2 separate regions of the Sus scrofa genome follow, and region 2 is linked to region 1. Evidence: chromatin contacts called from public promoter capture Hi-C data. All regions are on one chromosome and are shown on one strand. Each heading gives the region's core, a stretch centred on a gene start, on an enhancer-like site or on the middle of the called end of the contact. The rest is flanking DNA. Distances are from core to core; before and after follow the strand shown.

Region 1 (5,678 bases), core at 2,155-4,654:
ACATCTGCGTGGGCGATGGGGAGGGTCAGGGAAGCAGGGAGTGGGTGCAGGTGGTGGTGAGGAGGCCCTTATCCACCTGCAGCTCCAGGTGGCTTGAAGAAGCCGTGGTCCCTATGTTGACGTTATGAAAACTTCAGAACCTCATTGCTTTATGCCCTTTGCCCCAGTGGACCCAAAGTTGTATCTGAGTGTTTTCTGACAAACATGGGTGTATGTGGGGAGCGGAGGGGACGTGAGAAGAGCCTCCTCTGTGGTCCTGCATTGAATGTCCCTGTGTCTGACTCAAGTCACATGTTTTCCCTCTGGCTCTTCAAAGAGTCATGTGCTCTTGTGTGTGTCATCTGGAAGCACCCCCTTTTTCTAGTGCCATACAACAGGACCTCCGAGGCCAACTGGGCGGGGGTGGGGAGCCCGTGGCAGAGCTCAGTCAGGGTCGATGCTCAGAGGTTAATTAATAAGGAATCACTAAGAGCCATTTTAGACCCATGTCATACAGGCCCATCATCCTCTGACCACGAACCCAAGAAAAGCGGAAGATGGGGTGTTTGTGTGTGTTCTCCACTGGATCATGTACGTATATAACAGATGGGTATGCAACAGGTGTGTCACAACTGACTTTTGCATTTTTAAATGGCGTCGCCCAACCCTGGTGGCCCACACTCAGGGTTTTTACAGTTTTCCAGTGCTTTATCCACTGGCCGGATGGGTTGGAGCTGCTTCTACTCTGTTCGTGTCTCCCTAGAAGTTTTAAGAAGGTGTGACTGGGTTTGAGAAAGGAGGAGGCCCTTGGCAGGAAGCCTACATAGACTTGCTGAGATTCCAGATCTTCCGATCAGAGCGCTTGGCTGCTGTGATTTTATGCACTGCAGTGAATGTGTACGGTCATTAACCAGCCCCAGACAGAAGAAAAAGTGATGGAGGCTCTTGAATTCTAAGGTGCCTGGCATCCCAGAGCATATAGTGATGTATTCTCTTTTCAGATGAGAAGAATCCCTGCAGATGGTTAAAGACTGGCCTTCAGTGTTGCTGATGTTGTCTTGCCTGAGAGCAGAGGCTATGGGACAACTGTAGAATTGAAGTCTATCCTAAAGACTGCTGTGTCTGGGGAGTTCCCATTGTGGCTCAGTGGGTGAAGAACCTGACATAGTGTGTGTGAGGATGCGGGTTTGATCCCTGAACTTGCTCAGTGGGTTAAGGAGCTGGTGTTACTACAAGTTGCAGCATAGGTTGCAGATGTAGCTTGGATCCACTGTTGCCATGGGTGTGGCATAGGCCTCACCCACAGCTCTGAGTTGACCCCTAGCCTGGGAATTTCCATATGCTGCAGGTGTGGCCATAAAAAAAGAAAAGAAAAAAAGACGAGTTTGTCTGGGCCAAGACAGAACAACGCACTAAGAGCAATCCAGGGATGGTGGGAGGTAAAGACCTTTATCCATTCAAAACAGATTCTTTGAAATAATATAAAAAAGCCTCTAAGCTTTGGGGAAGCAGAAACCTCATGATCTCCTAAGTTCACAAGTCCCATATATGTGTGTGGTTGGTGTGGCTCCCAATTGCCTTCAACAATGTGAACCCAGGCTGCCAGGTCAGCATTGCAGCTTTGATTTCGAATGTACATGTCTTTACCGGGTGAAAGATGACGTTTTTAGGAGCCCTTCCTTCTAGGATCCACCAATCACTGGGCAGGTGGATAATTCTCAGGTAGGGTAAAGGCACATGAACTTGCATCCTGAATGGCAGATGGTGGTGGGAGTGTTTGGGTGAGGGGACAGTGTCTTTAACCGAGAAGTGGGCAACCCAAGTGGGCTATGATAGGTTTTACCTGCTGGGCCTTGCCTCATGCTCCCAGCCACCTGAGTTTCAGGGCCCTGTCTCTGATCCTGCATGGGAGCATGCCAAGCCCCTCCCCTTTCTGAAATTGCCTTTACCACCTCTCAAGTTTTAATGATCTTGCATCCTGTTCAGTACTTTAGGATGCGACATCAACAGACAAACGGGAGCAGCAGAGACACATTTCCAAGAAGCTGGGGGGAGGGGGGCTTTTCTATTATACTGATTACATCCTCCTCCTTTGGCATGCCAGCTTTAGAAGCCAAGTCGAAGCCGGAATGAAGAGATAAATCAAAATACCCCGTCCCGGAGCCCTCAGGACACTGGGTCTGGCTTACATTTGGTCCTCTCTGTGGCGTCTGGGAGCAGCTTCTGCGAGGGTGTGTCCCAACTTCCACCAGCTGCCTTTGGAAGTCACGCTAAACGCCTATATAACATCAATTAGCGAAAATAAGGAAGAAATGGGAAATCCATACTTCTCTGGTCTTCCTCAGTTGATTCAGGTGGCGTTGATTTAACAGCTGATTTTGCTTTTATTTAGTTAAGGCAGCATTTAGGCCTTTTATGTGATCGTAAAGAAGAGAGGTTCGCACTGGGGTGTTGATCAGATCTCTTTGCCTTTGCTACCTCGCCCCTCCTTGGGCGCTGGCGAGAATTCTCGGTGCTTGAAACCTACGCGCTGCGGAGGCAACGCCTCGGGGGAGAGGGAGGGTGAAAGAAGGGGGCGGGCCTATTTAAATACAGACGAGACGCGCCTCTCTATTGGCCGCCGGCCTGCCCGTTACTCGGGAGGGCGGGGCGTCCCAGGGGCTGGAGTGCGGTACCTGAGCTAGACGCGCACCAGAAAGCCCACGTTGGCCGCTGCCGGCAGCACCGCGCTGGGAGGCGGGAGCCGGTGAAACCCCGCGCCGACTGCGCTGTCCTGAGCACGGGTCCGGTTGCCTCTCGTCCCTTCTGCGAGGGGGGTTTGCAGGGCAGCCCGGCGAACACCGAACGGAAAGCAAGAGCCTCACCGCCTCCGCCTGGGGAGTCGAGCGGCGCGTGGAGATTTTGAGCGAGAGCGGCAGTGCCCGAGGGCGGAGGGGCGCAGAGTTTGTGCGCGACTGGGAAGTTTCAGCCTCGCGGAGAAGGCTGGCATCTTGGGACGCCTTGTCGCCACGGCCCGGGCCCTACGGCGGGGTAAACTTCACCGCGGCCGCGCGAGTCGGGGCGAGGCGTGCGCGAGGATGATGACGGGTATCCCCCGCAGCTGGTGAGCGGCCCCGCTCCCCCGCCGTCCCGGGTCCCGCTCAGCCTCCCGGGAGGGCGCGAGGCAGCGCACGTGCGCGGGCAGCCAGACCCGAGAGAGACCGTGCCGTGACCCGCCCAGGGGCGGGGGCGCTGGCGGCAGCGCGGCCCCCACTCGGACGCACCTGGTCTGGACCGTCAGCCTCCGGAGATCTGCGCGGGAGTGCGGGGCTCCCCCTTCCTCTCCAGTGGTTCTCCCGGGGATCGCCCCCTTCGTCTCCCCTCCAGTCTGGGCATCTGGGGGCGCCCCAGACGACCATGAGAGATAAGGACTGAGGGCCAGGAAGGGGAAGCGAGCCCGCCGGGAGCTGGCGGGGGCTGTTCACGCCAAGGGCCACAGCGGCCGCGCTCCAGCCTCGCTCAGCCGCTGCACGCCTCGCGGGGCCCGCGGGGCCAGCCCGGCCGGGCGGGGATGCCGGGCCTGGGGCGGAGGGCGCAGTGGCTGTGCTGGTGGTGGGGGCTGCTGTGCAGCTGCTGCGGGCCACCGTCGCTGCGGCCGCCCCTGCCCGCCGCCGCCGCCGCCGCCGCCGGGGGGGCGCTGCTGGGGGACGGCGGGAGCCCGGGCCACGCGGAGCAGCCGCCCCCGCCGCAGACCTCTTCCTCCGGTTTCCTCTACCGGCGGCTCAAGACGCACGAGAAACGGGAGATGCAGAAGGAGATCCTCTCGGTGCTGGGGCTCCCGCACCGGCCCCGGCCCCTGCATGGCCTCCAGCAGCCGCAGCCCCCTGCGCTCCCGCAGCAGCAGCAGACTCACGGGGAGCCCCCGCCCGGGCGGCTGAAGTCTGCGCCCCTCTTCATGCTGGACCTGTACAACGCCCTGTCCGCCGACGACGAAGAGGACCTGGCTTCGGACAAGGAGATGGGGCAGCCCGGGCTGCGCGGAGGGACTGGCTCGTCCCCGCCTCGGCAGCCGCCCCCTCGCGCCGCGCATCCCCTCGGCAGCAGGAGCCTCCTGGCCGCCGGACCTGGTGGCAGCGCTTCCCCACTGACCAGCGCGCAGGAGAGCGCCTTCCTCAACGACGCCGACATGGTCATGAGCTTTGTGAACCTGGGTAAGGACTGGGGGTAGCGTAACGGCTGGAATATTCTCTCCTTTCCAGTCTCTCTGGCCCAGGGAGTGGGGTTGAGAGGGTGGAGAAGCCCCCTGGCTCGGGGGTCCGGGGTGGCGCGGCGGGAATGCGGGGACAGGCCGGCTGCCCTCCCGTCACCTGCGCTGCGGGAGCCGCAAGGGCACTCCCCGCGCGCCGGACCGGGCGGCGGGAGGCGGCCGGCAGACTGGGGCGCGTCTCGGTGACGGCCTGAGCGCGTCCCGCGCTTTCCCCACTAGTGCCCGGTTTGGGCCCCGTTCACTCTATTGTGGCAGAAAAATGGGGCAGGATTGGCTCCAGCTGGGAAGAAGGCTCTTCAACAACCTTCCCCTCTTGTTTTGTTCTGCATCCTCAACGCTCTGAGTGCCAGGGTTCCCACCGGGACTTTTAGGGAATCCGACAGCAGCTGAGTACTTTGGAAACTTGACATGACTGTGTTATTCGGTATCCACGGAATTGGGGGAGGAGGGTTGCAGAAGGAGGTCCCGAAAGGACCGCCAGTCCCAGCCAGGCGGGGCTCGCGCGGCTTTGAGGCCGGATCCCGAGCCCAGTTGGGGTAACCCACCCAGTACCCTCGCTCACTTGCTTTTGGCCAGCGCCCCAAGAGGCTGAACTTCTGATCGGTGCGGCTGAAGTTGCAAGAGCAGAGAAAGGGGGCGGGTGGGGGGCCGGGGTTGGGCCCTGAGCTGGTCTGAGCCGGTTGCCAGGCAACCAGAATGGAAATTCGAGGGCGGCTAAATCGGGCTCAGCCACAAATGTTCTGTGGCAAACCCGGACGGAGTCACTGAGCCTTTTCCCCCTAGAGTCGTCTCATCTGTAATTGAGAACCGTGTAAGGAAGGCCTTTTCCAGAGTCAGTGCCTCCAGTCTGCGCTGCTCTTCATTCATAAGCAGACTCAGCGTAGACAAAGCGGTGTAGGGAGCGCGTTCTCCGCTGGGAGGAATAGGGCGCAGAAGCCACGCGCGGAGTGGGTGCAGCAGCGCGGTGGGGTGGGTCTCCGCGGACTTCTTTCCGGTGGGCGACGTGTGGCCCTGTCCAGGCTCCAGAGTGGGTTAGCAGACACTGGCCAAAGTAGCACCCGCGTCTCCAAGACACGGTCGCAGACAGCCCTCTTTGAAGGACATGATTTACTTGAATGATTCCCGTGTGAAAGAATTTAAGTGAGTCCTTGACAAGTATGTCTAGGAAATGATCCTTAGCTCCACTGCTTTGGGGGAGGAAAGGAGGAGTGGGGGGCGAGGGGGGAGGTTGGGGAGGATGTGGAGCAGGGCGATTGGCATCCAAGTGGTGCAGAAATCCTCCTGGGAAACTCATGAAACAGACTGTCACAGGGAGTGGAGGCTCCAGGCCTGCCAGTCTTGTTCCTCCCAGTGCCAGGGGTTCTGATTGGACAGGAATCGTCACAGTTTATTGGGACCAAATCCAAGGCTGAGCCACCTCCAGGAAGCATTCTAAGGAAATTCTCATGCCAGT
Region 2 (5,678 bases), core at 1,901-4,400, 130 kb after region 1:
TGGAGCCCTCTTCCTGCCGTGGGTTCAGATGTGGGGAAGACTGAAGCCAAAGTCTGAATCACTGGCTTCCATGCATCTTGGTCAAACTGGGTATTGAACGTCTTTAAATCGAATCTAAGCATCTCACTCTTTGGGTTAAATGAAGGACCTTCATCTCAGCCCGACAGCCTAGCCAGTGCTTCTTCCCACCACCCCCTGGTCCCTCGAATAAGCCGTGGGTCCCCGCTAATCCACTTACGAATGAGGACGGGGGCGCTTTCTGGAGGTGATCCTGTGGCACTTAGGCAAGTAACGACAGTTGTCGCTCTCTCTCGTTTAATCCTATAGTGGAGTACGACAAGGAGCTCTCCCCTCGCCAGCGACACCACAAAGAGTTCAAGTTCAACCTGTCCCAGGTTCCTGAGGGCGAGGCGGTGACGGCTGCAGAATTCCGAATCTACAAGGACTGTGTTGTGGGCAGTTTTAAAAACCAAACTTTTCTTATCAGCATTTATCAAGTCTTACAGCAGCGTCAACACAGGTACGGAGGCTCGAGGAACCCGGAAGGGTGGGGCTGGGGGCTGGCCCCCGTTTCTCACCCTGTCATCCCAGCACCCCATGTGTGTCTGGGGAAGGTGGCTTGGCCTTCAAGGGCAGCCCACAAGCATGAGGAGGGAAGTGTTCCCAGTGGTGGCATTTAGCTGGCAAGAAGGTGTTTTGCTATTAAGTTGACGATTTTCCAAAGAGTCTACTTTTCTGAAGCAAGACAGTGAATGGTATTTACTAAGCATCCTTTCCAATCAGAAAACATAGAACTTCCTGGGGATAAAATGTTTCCTGCTACTGTTTCATCTTTACCTGGAGTGATGGGGAGGGGGACATAAATTCACACATGAAAATGATAGGAGGATGCTCACCAATGCTGCTGAATCAGGGGATTCGAAGGCTCTGTTCTTGTCCATACAGTATATACATTTATGTATCATGTATATATGATAAACATGTCTTTGAATGAGAAAGGCTGTCCATGTATGTCTTAAATGTATTTTTTATCACATGAACGCAAGAGAACAATAGATCCCCCCCCCCACATCTCTATTATTCTTGTCTATTATTCTTGTTTCCTGAAATGAGGCCACATTGGGTTTTTTTTGTTTGTTTGTTTTGTTTTGTTTTTTTTTTGTCTTTTTGCCATTTCTTGGGCCGCTCCTATGGCATATGGAGGTTCCCAGGCTAGGGATCTAATCTCCCTAGCCGGCCTACACCAGGGCCACAGCAACACTGGATCCAAGCCGCATCTGCAACCTATACCACAGCTCGTGGCAACGCCGGATCCTTAACCCACTGAGCGAGGCCAGGGATCGAACCCGCAACCTCATGGTTCCTGGTCGGATTGTTAACCACTGAGACACGACAGGAACTCTGAGGCCACACTGTTTTACAAAAGAACCACAGTGAAGTGTGTTCCTGGGCCTGCCTCACAAATAAAGAAAACTTCCCAGGGGTGATTTTTAGAGACTTGGAGGGGCTGAGGGATGAAGTTTGGCAGCAGTTATTTCAATCCTACAGCACCCAGAAGACAGGCCCATGACTTTGATCTGTTGCCGGGCCCGTAGGGGTCAGCTGAGTGGTCCAGCCAGGGCAGGGGGTCCCCCTGGGACAGAGGTGGGCACTGCGCGTGCGTGGCTCTCAGTGGGCAGCAGGTCAGAATTGGGCACGTGGGATGACAGCCTGGGTATTTACGGTAAATAAGAAAGGAAGAGAATGCCGGGGGCGGAGGCCCGGGGTGGGGGGCACCCCACCTTCATGGCCTCTCTTAGCTCTGGTTCTATAAACCAAGTCCAGAGTCCTCCTTTTGGTCCTGGACATCTAGTGACTTTCCAAGAAAGTCCAAAGGAATGCGTTTGGTTTCTCCTGCCCTTAGGTTATCGCGGGGAGGGCGGGGCGGGGTTCTGTCTCCAATGCACACGCTGAAACACCAAACGTGAACTTGCCCCGTGAAAGGATCGTTTGGAGAGCCCTGCCAGTGTTCGGCCCTGCTGCATATCCAGGTCCCTAATGAGGAACCAGAGAAGAAGGACACGCCAGGCTTTGGGGACACGTCATGGTGGTGGAGGTGCACACTGATGGTTGCCCTGAATTCGTAGCTGGGCCGGTTAAATTATAAACAAAATATAGCCCTTGTGGTATCTTTATAACTGACCAAAATCCGTAACAGACGGGAGGGTTTCTGATGGCTGATTTTTCCCTCCCACATAAAAGAGTCTTCAAAGACTTATCTCTTCAGGGCCTCTTGTGAAAAGCAAATTATTCATTGTTAGATTTTCATCTTTCGATCATCAGCGATGCTTGGGAACTGCTTTCGCCCTGGACGTTCAGTCTGTCTAATGATTTGTCCTCTTGTCTTTCTCTGCTGGGGCCTATTTGGCTCAGTCATTTGTTTGGAAAACATAGTTTTCTCTGTTCTGCAGGAAAAGCTCTATAGGGAAAACACGAGATTGGAGGGGTTGTGACTGTGGAATTTTTCAAAATTATTATTATTTAGGAAAAGCGAGAGCACGCGCTAGCAGACCTCTTGTAAGGTTTATGTTGAACCCCGGCCAAAACCGAACAGCTGCCTTGTGCTTAAGGTGGTTGGTGTCGTCGTTTCTCCAGGCCGTGAGCTTGGCAGACAGACTCCCAAATGGGCTCAACCTTTGCTGACGCTGTCAAAGCAGGCTTGTAACTCCTCTGCCCTCTAGGATGGAGATATTTGGTGACTGGATGTGTTTCATTTTTGTGCACAGGAAAGGGGAAGAACTGGAGAAATTGGGAGAATGTCATGCTTTTGAAGAGTTCCAGGCAGGCCGGGAGGAGATTTCTCTCTTCTTATCGGTGGGCCCGGAGCCCAGGCTGCCTGTGGTCTCCTCCTGTTCTTCCAGAGGCCTCCGCCTGGATCTGCGGGACCCCTTCTGGGGAAGGGTCCACTCTCCCCATCTGTACCGTCTAGGGGTGTCTGGACTAAAAAGGATTCTCCAGGCTTGTGAAGAAACACATTTGTCTAATGTCTAAGTGACGTTTGCAGTATTTGATGGATTAACTTAACAAATGTGTGTGTTGCATAACAGTTGGCCTCCTTGAAAATGAAAAAAAAAAAAAGAAAAAGAGGCAGGTTTTTCGATGCTGAGTCAGACTCGCGGCTGAGGCAGAAGTTCTGGGTTGGGCCTCCTGGTACAAAAGGCAGCTCCGGAAGCCTGACCCAGGGAGGGACAGAAAAGAGTTTTGGAAGATAGGCGCCTGCTGTGAACCCTGCAGAAGCCGATTCCTCTGACTCTGTTAAGACATCCCTGGACCACGTACTACATTCAGAAGGGGATGACTGGCATGGATGGTGCTCTGAGGAAGATCAGGGAACTGTGTGACCCATCATTCCAACCTTGAGAACAAGCCTAGGAGGGACTCTAAGTCCATGAAAGATCTGGAACAGTTTGTAGGTCAGCAACCCAACTGTGTACACAGTCCAATCAAAGTGGCACAAGGTACTTACCCTTTATCGCTTATGTTAAAAATTGACTCTGTGTTATGATGTGATGTTGATTTTTAGGATGAGTTTGGTGTTACTATCTGGTGTCATAAATTGTCGTGTTTTGATGATGACACTGGTGGAAATGGGCATTTACGTAGTGCCGAGAGTTTGGAAAAGCCCTTCTCTGTGTTGCATCGTGAGGATTTAGCCATGACCACATCAGACAGTTGGGCAGGCAGGTTACCCTTTGAGAAGGATGAAACGTGGCACATAGAGATTCTGCCAAGTCCAAGTTGTGCCCAAGCTATTGTCTGCTTTGCTTCCCAAAAGTCACCCCAGTGACATGGGGAGAGTGTTGAGATAAAGACAAAATTCCAGAAAGACATCCGCGGGTCCGTTATGGCACACTTTGTATCTTCATCTCCTTAGCTTAGCTGTGAACATCTCAAGGATACTTCTGTTTGGATGGCATGTGAGGTGGCTCTGTCGGGGGGCAAAAGTGGTTCTATTAGAATTCAGGCCCTGGTATTTTGATTTTTGAGGCCTTTCAGTGGAAAACCCTGCAAACCTGCATTGACCTATTGGTCAATCGTGGATCTGTTGGTAGCTTTTCTAAGGAGGGCTGTGGAGGAGAAGAAAGATTGGAATAAATTTATGTGAAAGTACCTGTACTTATTCACAGTATTAGGTCTTCGGCCATTTACTTTTTTACCCTTTTCTCCTGCATCTCCTACACACTCAACTGTCTTCGTACTTGGAGGGTAAAGGCTGTTCCGATTAACTGTCCACCTTCCATTGTCCTGTATGGTAGCGTGTTGGTAGCTTTTCATAGCATGTACTCATGATCCTAATAGCACCTTGATATTAACAGTGCATTTGGAGGCCTTTAAGAATATCATTTTCATCTACATTTCTTATTTGGTTGAAGACATACTTTGGCTCTTCTGAATTCAGTTTTGTATACTGAGAAGGTCAAACAGCATCTCTTGAAAGCTAGCCAGAAATGTTTTCATTGTCTGAAAGATGGTTCTGTTTGGTACCTGGATTGGCCACATGGGCCTCTGCTCATTTTGAAATCCAGTCTACCACGTGTGTTTTGGCAGTTGTATCACTTAGCAGTGAAGTCTAACTTCTGTGCATGTGATTTTACTTTTTTGTGTTCTATCATGCTGTCATTTTTGGAAGACGTTTAAAGTGAGAATGAATTACCAACGTTAAAATTCAGTTCCTCCTGGTATATGCAGTATCTCAATTTACTCCTGTTTGCAAACAGGCAAAGTGGGGTGTGTGTGTGTGTGGTGTGTGTGTGTGTGTGTTTAAGTCTGGTTTGTATGATTCATCCTAACTCCAGAGTCTTGAAGAAGTGAAGAAATGCATCTTCTTAATACTTGTGAGGAAACTACAGGAGGTTAAGTAACTCACACATATTACTTAGCTGCTAAGAGAGCAAGAAAATGTGTTTGTCAGGTTTTTTCCCCTGAATTTTTTGGGATGATTACAGTTGGTCCTTCATAGTTGTGGGTTTCACATCTGTAGAGTCAACCAACCATGGATCAAAATATTTGAAAAAAAAATTCCAAAATGCTCCAAAGAGCAAAACTTGAATTTGCTGTGTTCTGGCAACTATTCACACAGCATTTGCATTGTATTAGGTATTACAAGTAATCTAGAGATGATTTAAAATATGCAGGAGGATTGGGTGGGTTATATGCAAATACTGTGTGATTTTTATATAAACGACTTGAGCATATGCAGATTTTATTGTCCACGGAGGGTCCTGGAACCAGTCTCCCATGGATACAGAGGGATGTCTGCATGTGATTTTTTCCCCTTTACAGTGTTAATGTGATATACTACATTAAATGGTTCTCAAGTGTTAACCAACCTCACACCCCTGGATCAAACCCAACTTGTGGGAGTTCCCCTTGTGGCTCAGCAGAAGCAAATCTGACTAGCATCAATGAGGATGCAGGTTTGATCCCTGGCCTCGCTCAGTGGGTTAAGGTACTGGAATTGCTATGAGCTGTGCTGTAGGTTGCAGACATGGCTCTGATCTGGCATTGCTGTGGTTGTGGAGTAGGCCAGCAGCTACAGCTCCAATTCGACCCCTAGCCTGGGAACCTCCATATGCCACATGTGTGGCCCCAAAAAGACACACACACACACACACACACACACACACACACACACACAC

What was found. Promoter capture Hi-C pulls out the DNA fragments that hold promoters and counts their contacts.
Region 2: a contact with region 1 is called in a promoter capture Hi-C map of liver, with 6 times the contacts expected there. The contact joins the enhancer-like site here to the promoter of BMP6 in region 1. A contact is called at or near these places in 2 of 5 promoter capture datasets (liver and skeletal muscle) and 6 of 47 Hi-C or Micro-C datasets (fetal skeletal muscle, liver, mesenteric adipose tissue and 3 more).

What each region holds. Positions count from the first base shown.
Region 1 is chr7:5,055,413-5,061,090 of Sscrofa11.1, forward strand. BMP6 (bone morphogenetic protein 6) reads left to right here and starts at 3,405. Exons shown (of 7, transcript NM_001168001.1): 1 at 3,405-4,169. The coding sequence starts at 3,530.
Region 2 is chr7:5,183,156-5,188,833 of Sscrofa11.1, forward strand. BMP6 (bone morphogenetic protein 6) reads left to right here. Exons shown (of 7, transcript NM_001168001.1): 2 at 328-520. Among named protein-coding and RNA genes, the nearest start is that of TXNDC5, 51 kb to the right of the region's middle. Within about 2 kb of position 3,151, at least 6 of the 83 cell types and tissues checked have an H3K27ac peak or open chromatin away from gene starts, as enhancers often do. A contact at or near this core is called in liver and mesenteric adipose tissue, where this site is marked.